Regions from separate parts of the Astyanax mexicanus genome. Here region 2 is linked to region 1. Evidence: chromatin contacts called from public Hi-C data. All regions are on one chromosome and are shown on one strand. The core of a region is the stretch at or near the end of the contact, and the rest is flanking DNA. Distances in the headings are between cores, read along the strand shown.

Region 1 (4,669 bases), core at 1,617-4,116:
AGCTGTCTTGTAGTCCTTCTAGGTTCTAGTATTTCCTCTCACTTTATTCTATCTATTAAGCTTGTAGAGTGCAGAGCCTGCAGCAGGCTGGGTTTGCCTCCTGTTGTGCTTTTTTACCTGAAGCAACACAAATATGAAAAAAGTAGGACTAGGGAATGGGCAGTGGGCAGGATTAGAGGGTAAACCACAAACAGGTTTCCATATCATAACAAATAATTTAAATGGCATACTGGCTAAAGCACTGTTGGCATTAGCTGCAAGTGCTTAAACTGAGCTGGAATGTTAAATTAAAGTCTGATGTCTTGTGTTGGTAAAATATAAGTATTTATTATATATTATTCATTAAAAACTACAAAGTAAAAAAGACAAAACTGTAGACTAATAAACAGCTACATGAACACAACAAACAAGACCGCCAAAACAACAGGATCCTGTCCACTGATAAGAGCAACCAGCCATATAAACAGACCGGTTTCAGATCCCAAACAGAAGCAGAGCCTAAACAAAGTTCCTCATCACACAAAAAGGCTCAATACTGAAAGAAAAAATGTGTTTTACTGTTCAAAAACTAACCAAAATGTGTTAAATGGGTTTGCAGGGAGCAGTAGCAAACCCTAACTAACTCTAGCTAAGTAGTAAGTAGGTGGAGAGCAGATGGGTGACATCACAGCCTGTGTGTGTATGAGTGTGTAAAACCTCTCTGCACAACTTTGGAAGGAGGTGGAGCTGGAGAGAAAAGTGTAAAAAGTAGTTCAAAGCTGAATTAACGTGCACTAATCGCTCACAAATGCGTGCTAGTGAACCAACAAACGCCTGCACCTCTAGCTAGTGAGCCCGGGCAGCATCTAACGTTACACAGTGTTTGGAGATATGTGGTGGTGGAAAGCTGCCGGTTAAAGAGTGTGAAATCGGGTTTGCTGAAACCGAAACAAGCTGCCAGGTAGTTCCGTGCAGTTCCCTGCCATGTCTATTTTTTTCTACAGTGCAAAAACAGACACAGACACTGTCAGAGGCTGCATGGTTGTTGCAGAAACAGCTTGAAAAAATAGCTTGTTAACCTAGCTAGGTTAGCTAGGGTTAAATAGTTCCCCTGTACCTGTATTATGCATGATAACCCCACACAAAGCACTGTACAACAGTATACAAGCAGTGGGAACCTATAGCTAACCTGGGTTAGTTAGATAGTTAGCTAGCTAGTCTACTCACCGCTATCAGAGTGCTGCTCCTCTGCTCGGCTGCAGCAGCAGCGGCGGCGTCCGGCTCCTGCTGCTGCTGCTGCTTGCCCTGCTTGCTGCCGCCACCACCAGCGCCTCCGCCGCCGCCACTAGCCGCCTTCTTCGCCCTCTGCTCCAGGCTGCGCTGGTAAAGCGCCGCGGTCTCCCGCCGCTCGATCTCCAGCTGCTCCGCGTGTGCTTGCTGGTAGCGCGTCTCGCAGGTAACGTGGTGCCGCCGGCAGCCCTCGATCCTCTGCCGGAGCCGCTCCACCACTGTGCTGTGCTTGGGGACGCCGGCGTTAGCTCCGTTGTTGTTGCCGGCGCCGCCGCTGTTAGCAGCCCCGCCGCTGCCGCTACCGCCAGCGCCGAGAGCGGCGTTCAGGTTCACCGCGCTGCTGTTGATGCAAAGGCTGCCGCCGCCGCCGTTCGCGGCTGCAGGGCTGGCGAAATCTCCCATCATCTGTGCTACTGGTTAGGGAGAACTTTTGTGGTGGTGTTGTAGTAGTGGGTGAACCAGAACTAGAAACAGAACCAGAATTGACTCCTTCTAGTGTTTCTAGTCCTTCTTGTAGTTGCTAGTCTTCCACCGCTCTACTCACTCCCTCTCTCCCCGCTCTCCCCTCTCCAAAAGCGGCTCAGCTTGGCCGAGGATCCGGGAGGGGGAGGGAGGGAGAGAGCCGGAGAGAAAGAGCCGGGGCTTGGAGAGCAGATCTCGGGGAGAGCTCAGTCATAAAGCCCATAAAGACGAATGAATGGGTCCAAGCTTAGGGTCCAACCTCTCAATCAATCAATGCCCACCACCAGGGTCCACTAATCAATCGCTGCAAGTAGCTAGCTAGTTATCAAGTAGCGTGAAAGCACCAGGACAAGGACCAGGACAAGGACCAGGTCCAGGGGTCAGTCCACCGTCTCTCTGCCCCCCACACCTCAACCCTCAAGCCCCTCCAACCTCCCACCCCACCCCCCTCTCTCTATCGCCCGCCGCCGGAAGGCTACACTCTCACCCCTAACGCGTGAGACATCCGGAGGTTACAGTCGACCACCATGACCACTGTCTTCATCATCACCACCACCATCATCATCATCATCATCTTCACCGCCACTATCACCACCACCGCCGCCGCTGCACACCGCCTCTCTCCCGCCGGCTTGCCTTCTCCGTGTCGAGGGGCCAGAAAAAAGTTTCTCCGTCTGCAGCGAACACGCTCCAGAGTACTTTCGTGAACTTGCATGTCATTACTTTTTCACTTTTCTGTGCTTTAGCTCGTTAAAACCGCCCCGAAACAAAGTGCGCGGCTTCCTCACCCCACAAAATAAAGCGAGAAATTCATAAAATAAAGTCCCCAGACTCGCCGCCACCGCCGCCACCATCAAAATAATCAAGCGCTCCCCTCCTCCATGGCAGCGGAGTGATATCAGGACAACAAGCCGAGAGCGTTTGCCTTTCTTTCCCACCCGCTTTCCGGCACACCCCGCCCTCCGGAGCACGGACTGGCTGCGAATTCACACTAGCAGGCTATCAGCCAATCAGAGGAGACGATGCACGCCTGGCCAATCTGAGCGAAGGAGGCGGGACACTACTGGCCAATCAGAACAGGAAGGGTTCCGGATACTGAGTGGGAAAACAAATAACAACACCAGCTGAGTGAAAAAAAATCAGCGTTTAAAACACGGAGTGGATCTCACAGTTCAGCGGGTCAGGACTGCTTTACTACTAAAGCAAGGCTAGCCAGGACTAGTCTCTTTACTCCTTTACACACAGACTGGCTTAATATAAAATAAAATGTTCTCTGGTTAAGATAACAAGTAAACCAATAAGTACCAACTGTTTACCAAAATTATGTGCAACATAATCCCTTATTTACCACTTATTTACTATTTATTTTCTATTTATTTACTGGTCAGCCTATGTGCAATATCACTGATCACTGCTTATGAGGTATCATGTTTGCTCTAATCTTAGTTTTTCTAGATCTATATACAGCTCTGGAAAAAAAAAGTTTCTGAATCAGTTTCTCTGACTTTGCTATTTATAGGTATATGTTTAAGTAAAATTAACTTTGTTGATTTATTCTCTACGTACAAATTCCCCCAAATTCCAAATAAAAATATTGTCATTTAGAGCATTTATTTGCAGAATAAAAATGGCTAAAATAAAAAAGCAGAGCTTTCAGATCTTCCATGTACAATGACCATTGTGGTTTTCCTGTGCAGCATTTTAGTTGGGTGCCCCCTTTATTATCGGTATTAATTTTTATTTATTTAAAATTTCAACATCTGAAACACACAGTCTATCCACGTAAATAATCTAAGATAGGATATAACTCTTTACTTCACAAGGTTTGTTTGCCGACAATGAATAATTACTTGAGTAATTGAACAAGAAGACTCCTCATGATATCTCCTCATGATGCTGCAGGGCCACCTGTGGTAAAAACATCCTAAGCTGATCAGATCATTTGATTCGACCCCTTCAGAATAATGATCTAAATCAAGAGTTAGACTTAAGCTAATTTATTATGCGTAAGTAATAATAAAATGTGATTTGGACTACTTTAATAGCTTTCCAAAATGAAGGTACTTCAGCTTCACTGAATTATTCTACACGATTCAGAGCTCACCTCCAACTGGTAAGTGAGAGATTTCTACTATGATATAACATTTACTTCTTATTTATAAAGGCTATAGGTTACATAGTTGCATAGTTGTTTAGTCTTATAATTAAGTTTTTAATTTGCATTTTAGTCAGCAAAATAGTCAATAAAGCTGTTAAATTGTTAAAATAAACTGGTAATTTGTGGCAGTTACAGTGGCTTGCAAAAGTATTTATAACCCTTGAACCTTTTCACATTTTGTCACCTTACAACCAAAAACCTTTAAGTGATAGACAAACACAAAGTATTGTATTAGTGTGAAGTGGAACAGAAATGATACATGGTTTTCAAATATTTTATCAAATAAAAATCTGAAAAGTGTGAATATGAATACTTAGTAGAGCCATTATTTGCTGCAGTTACAACTGTAAGTGCTTTGGGGTTTGTCTCTATCACTGTAAAATTTTAACCGTTTTCTGTCTTTCTTAATCAATATTTTCAGAATGTTGCATTAGGATTGTTTCTAGTTGGTTCTGCTGCTCGACTGTATGATAAACTTCTGAAACCACTGCTAATTTTTAAACAGCCATAACAACTGTAACATATTTCCTGAAAACTTGAAAACAACTAGTTAGATGATTATTTAAGGAAGGTGTTGTTGTGATAGTATAGTTTTAATAGTTTAAATGTTAAAAAATACAATTTTCCCATAAACTGCCCTCAACTGGGGCACCTGGGCACCCCTATAGATGAATAAAACCATCTGCATCGTCTCTGCCACAGGCCAGATATGCGGGTCCGAGCTGTTTTGGCAGCACAAGGGGAACAAACACATTATAAGGCAGATGAATTTGATGTTAT
Region 2 (4,440 bases), core at 943-3,442, 150 kb before region 1:
AGAAAAATGAGTGCATTTTGATCAAGTTTGAAATTAATCATTTGTTTACTGGAATTGAAAACAGGCCAAATGTCACGGAACAGGAATTACTATCATGTTTAATGACTTTTGCCTGGTCCTACCAAAGCTTAAGAATACTGCACTGACCTACATTATATTCATGTGTGGTCTCCTTTATTGTATGTGATTTCTGCTAGAGTTGCTTGTCTGTTTGCATGTGCATTTCTAGCCAGATGCCACCGGTTAGAATCATTACCACTAGGGGTTTACCATATCGTATCAAACGCGACAATATTGCTAACATTTTTTAATATCAAGAACCATTTTATACCCTGTTCTATATCACCCACCCCTTTTTTCCACATCATTTAAATTCCACATATAGTGCTTATGTTGTATTTGGAGAGATTGCCAGGGTTGCCAGGTCCAGCAAAAAATCTGCCTAATGTCTGTCTAAAACCCATCCATCAGCTTAAACCAGCATACTATCTAAAGTTGGCACAGACATTCAAAACAGAGGTAATTTTCATTTTGAACTTTTTGGCGGCCGTAATAAATAAAAAAGTACCCCTGAATTTTCACCCATGACTCTCAAACAAACCCAGTTTGGCGGGAAAAATGCAAACCTGGCAACTCTGGTAACAGAGTCAATGCAATAGAACAATTCACATGGAAATATTAATATGAAAAAGTAAAATAGAAAATTGTAAATACTTAATACTGCCTTAATTGCAGTTTACTTGAATTAAAGGCATTAGTTGCAGCCCTAGATTGAGGAATGTTAAATTCCTACAAAGCTTCAAGAATGGAAGGTCACATCCACCTGCACCCACCATCAGACCTCTAGCTCACATAATTCACTTTGCCTTGCCATGAGCACACTGGCCAGTGTTTAACCTCACAACTTGCATAAAATGTGTGTTTCCAAGCCATTCCCTGAGGAAACGCTTCACAATGAATTTACATACTGTTGTCCCATGACTTTAGGACACATCACTGTGTATCTAATGTTTTTTTAGCTTTATATAGAGAGGGGTTTTAGAAGAGTGATGGTGTGTTTGTTTGTTTTTGGACACACAGGTGCTGTATTGATGTATTGGTGGAATTAGCACTCTGCCTCTCTTTCTCTCTCTCTAAAAGCAGATGCTTCACATCCATCCACCAGACCAGAGCGATCGATAAGTGCAAATCTCCCCGGACGCTGCAGGATCTCCTCACTTAACCAGGCAGGCTGACGAAGCGAGCGCCGGGCAGTGTGTGTGTATATGTGTGTGTGTGTGATGTCCACAGTGTCCAGATGAGGGCAGTGTTGATCTATCGTTCCTGTCTCTGAACCGTCATATCTCTATTTCCTCCACCTCCATGCCTATCTTGCAGTCATGCACGCCCTCTCCCTCTCTCTCTTTTTCTCCAACTCCATCCCTCCATATCTCTACTTATCTCTCTCCCTCACACCCCTGCTTTCTCTTTTCCAGCCCAAACTCTACCATCCATACTTTCCTCTCCATCTCTCTCTTCTTTACTTGCTCACACTCTCCCCGCCTCTCTCTCTCTTGCTTTCTCTCTACCTTTCTCGCTCTCTCTTGCTCTCTCTTTCTCTCTCTCTCTCGCCCTCTCTCGATGGCTTAATCATGAGTGCAGTAATATACATCTCCCTCTTCCTCCCGGATAATGTGTGTGAGCCAGACTACTCCTCAACTGAGCATGACGAGAGAAAGAGTGTGCGCAACTGCAGGAGAGATGAAGTGAAAGAAAAAAGAGAAATAGAGGAGAGAGAGAAAGGAAGAGGTAAGAAGTGTGAGCATGAGAACAAGCAAGTAAAAAAGAAAATAATGACAGAGTTAGAGAAAATAAAGAGAAGGGAATAAAGTGAATTAAAACATGAGAGATTAAAATGAGGGAAATGGTGAAAAGGTGAGAGAAGAAAGAGGCCAATGAGAATGACAAAGAAAGCAGAAAAACAGAGGGAGAGAAATCTGGAAGACAAGTGATAAAAGCTAAAAGAGAAATGATAGAGTCAGTAGAGTGATAAAGCAAGAGTCAAAAAGAAACGGAAAAAAGTAAGAACAAGAGAAAGAGGGCGAGCAATGGAGAGAGAAATCTGAAAGATGAGTGATAAGAGGGAAAGGAGAGAAAATAAAGGGGCAGGAGAGAGAGAGCGAGGGAGTGCGAGAGCAGGTAGCCAGGCAACAGCGGCTGTAATGTTGAGCAGATGGTGCTCATAGGAGCCATGATGGACGACAGCGGGCGGCAGCCTCTAACAACACACACAGACCCAGGGGAGGGAGGGAGAGAGAGAGAGGGAAAGGGGAAGGAGAGAGAGAGAAAGAGAGAGGGGAAGGGGGGAGACGGTAAAAGAGAGAGAGAGGAGCGTAAATAAAGTGGCATGCCTCTTATTCCTCCCTCTGCCTCTTTCTATCCTCATCCCTCGTGTTTCCTCTGCACGCACTGTCCACCTTCCTCCTCCTCCTCCTCTCTCTTTCTCTCCTCTCTCTTTCTCTTTGTTTTCACTTGCTCCACCTGGTCCGACCACAACACATGACAACATACACCCACATAACCTACACTAAATGACATTTGTATTGGAACATACACACTCTCGTGCTCTCTCTTTCCCTCCCTCTTACAGACAAACACATGCACACAGTACTCTGTGTATTTAAGCTACTCCAACATATGGCTAAAGTCCTTAGCATTGATTGTATAATCTGTATCGGAACAATTAACACAATTAACACAGTAATCAGTTCTATTAGCTCTGCAGTCATTTCGTATTCCTGCTAAACTACAGATACAGATGTTTGTGAACACCTCTTATACTGAATACTTCTTTATTTACTTCAAGGTGTACCCACTGATGACACAGATCCACATCCACACATACAGCTTATCTACTCACAGTAGATAAAGTATTATTTCCAAAAGAATAGGACCATCTAGAGAAGATGAGCATGAATTTACTGGCACCAAACTGTCACAGCAATACAGCAATGCTTCATAATTTAGTAAAAACAATAAATGAGCAGCTGTCCCAATACTTTTTGTCAGCGTTGGTATTTTTAAATGTCTGATAATCCGTACCAGCTAGAGAAGAAACTATTTTTATATCTATAATTTTTTTTTTTTACATTTTCAGACAAATACTTTCGGTTGCCAAATATTCGGTGCACCCATAGTACTGCTTCATTCATCAGTCAATCTATTGTAAATACTCTTGACTATGTAGTTCCAATGGCATCTGTCAAGTAGAGGTAGAACAATATTTAATTATTGTAATGTCGTATCATTTAGATCTTATATCGATATGTGCCGATATAATATCTATATTGATATGTTTTTTTTTATTGAAACAGATGCTCTAAACTCCATAAGACTTGCCATCCCCTCCCAATTGGACATACTAAATTTACAGCCTTATTACTCCACATGGTGGCGCTAGAATAAAATTAATAGAGTAAACCTGCAGTGAAGAATTTTGGTAGTTGAATTCTGTGAAACTGACACCAATTAATTCATAATTTTTGGTATTTACTTATTTATAAGCATTTTATCCTCTTTAGTAACGCAGATGCTATGAAGTATCCTAGAGAATTGCTATATATTACTATATATGGAGTATCACAGATAATGTGGGAGATTGTTAACATGGGCAACGTATCGTGACCTACTGTAGGATAGGTAGGATCTACATATTAGGCAGCAAAAGAACGATAATTTCTTGAAGGTCATGTGATAAAAGCAGGATGGACGAGCATCATGATCTAACTGACTTTAACAAGAACCAAACTATACTGGCTAAAGAACTGGGTCAAAACATCTCCAGAACATGTGTGGAATGTTCCACTAAAGATATCAATGATTGGTCAAGTAGAAAACCAAAAATCTTGCAGTAGGTTTGCTTGGACACACATCTGAACCCCCAACACATCCTCACATCCACCCCCTCAACCACACACACACACACACACACTCACTCCAGGAGAGCAGGTTATTAGGGAGGGAGTCGACTACATAAGCATCCAATTTGGTTAAAGCAGCAGGCGTCAGGGCTTCTGCCCCCCCCCCCCCCCCATACACACACACACCAAAAAAACACTCAGAACTGCTGCAGAAACGTGCACACTCTCTCTCCCAGCCCACATGTAAGCACTACACACAGCAGAGAGTGAGAAACTGCAGAATGCACAATAATCTAATCTACAGTTCAGCACAGACTGATCGCTTCCATTGATCACAAACACAAACACACACACACACACACACACACTCAGATTGATTACCAGTAGTGAGCTTGGCCCTGATCACACACTAATCTGGGAGGCTTGCTCCCAACATCTCGCCTAATAACACACCACGTGCCGGCACACACTCCTCCGGGGGGGTGAGCGAGTGTGTGCTGCGCTACAGAACAATGCACAAATATTCAAATAGTCTTGTGTG

The links. A called contact is a pair of places that touch in the nucleus more often than the background predicts.
Region 2: a contact with region 1 is called in a Hi-C map of muscle, with 14 times the contacts expected there. The contact joins the enhancer-like site here to the promoter of maml3 in region 1. A contact is called at or near these places in 2 of 3 Hi-C or Micro-C datasets (both in muscle).

Annotation. Positions count from the first base shown.
Region 1 is chr7:47,211,816-47,216,484 of AstMex3_surface, reverse strand. maml3 (mastermind-like transcriptional coactivator 3) reads right to left here and starts at 2,866. Exons shown (of 5, transcript XM_049481145.1): 1 at 1,207-2,866. The coding sequence starts at 1,674.
Region 2 is chr7:47,357,588-47,362,027 of AstMex3_surface, reverse strand. All of the region lies in intron 2 of maml3 (mastermind-like transcriptional coactivator 3), which reads right to left. Among protein-coding and RNA genes, the nearest start is that of LOC103045155, 30 kb to the left of the region's middle. Within about 2 kb of position 2,192, the one cell type or tissue checked has an H3K27ac peak away from gene starts, as active enhancers do.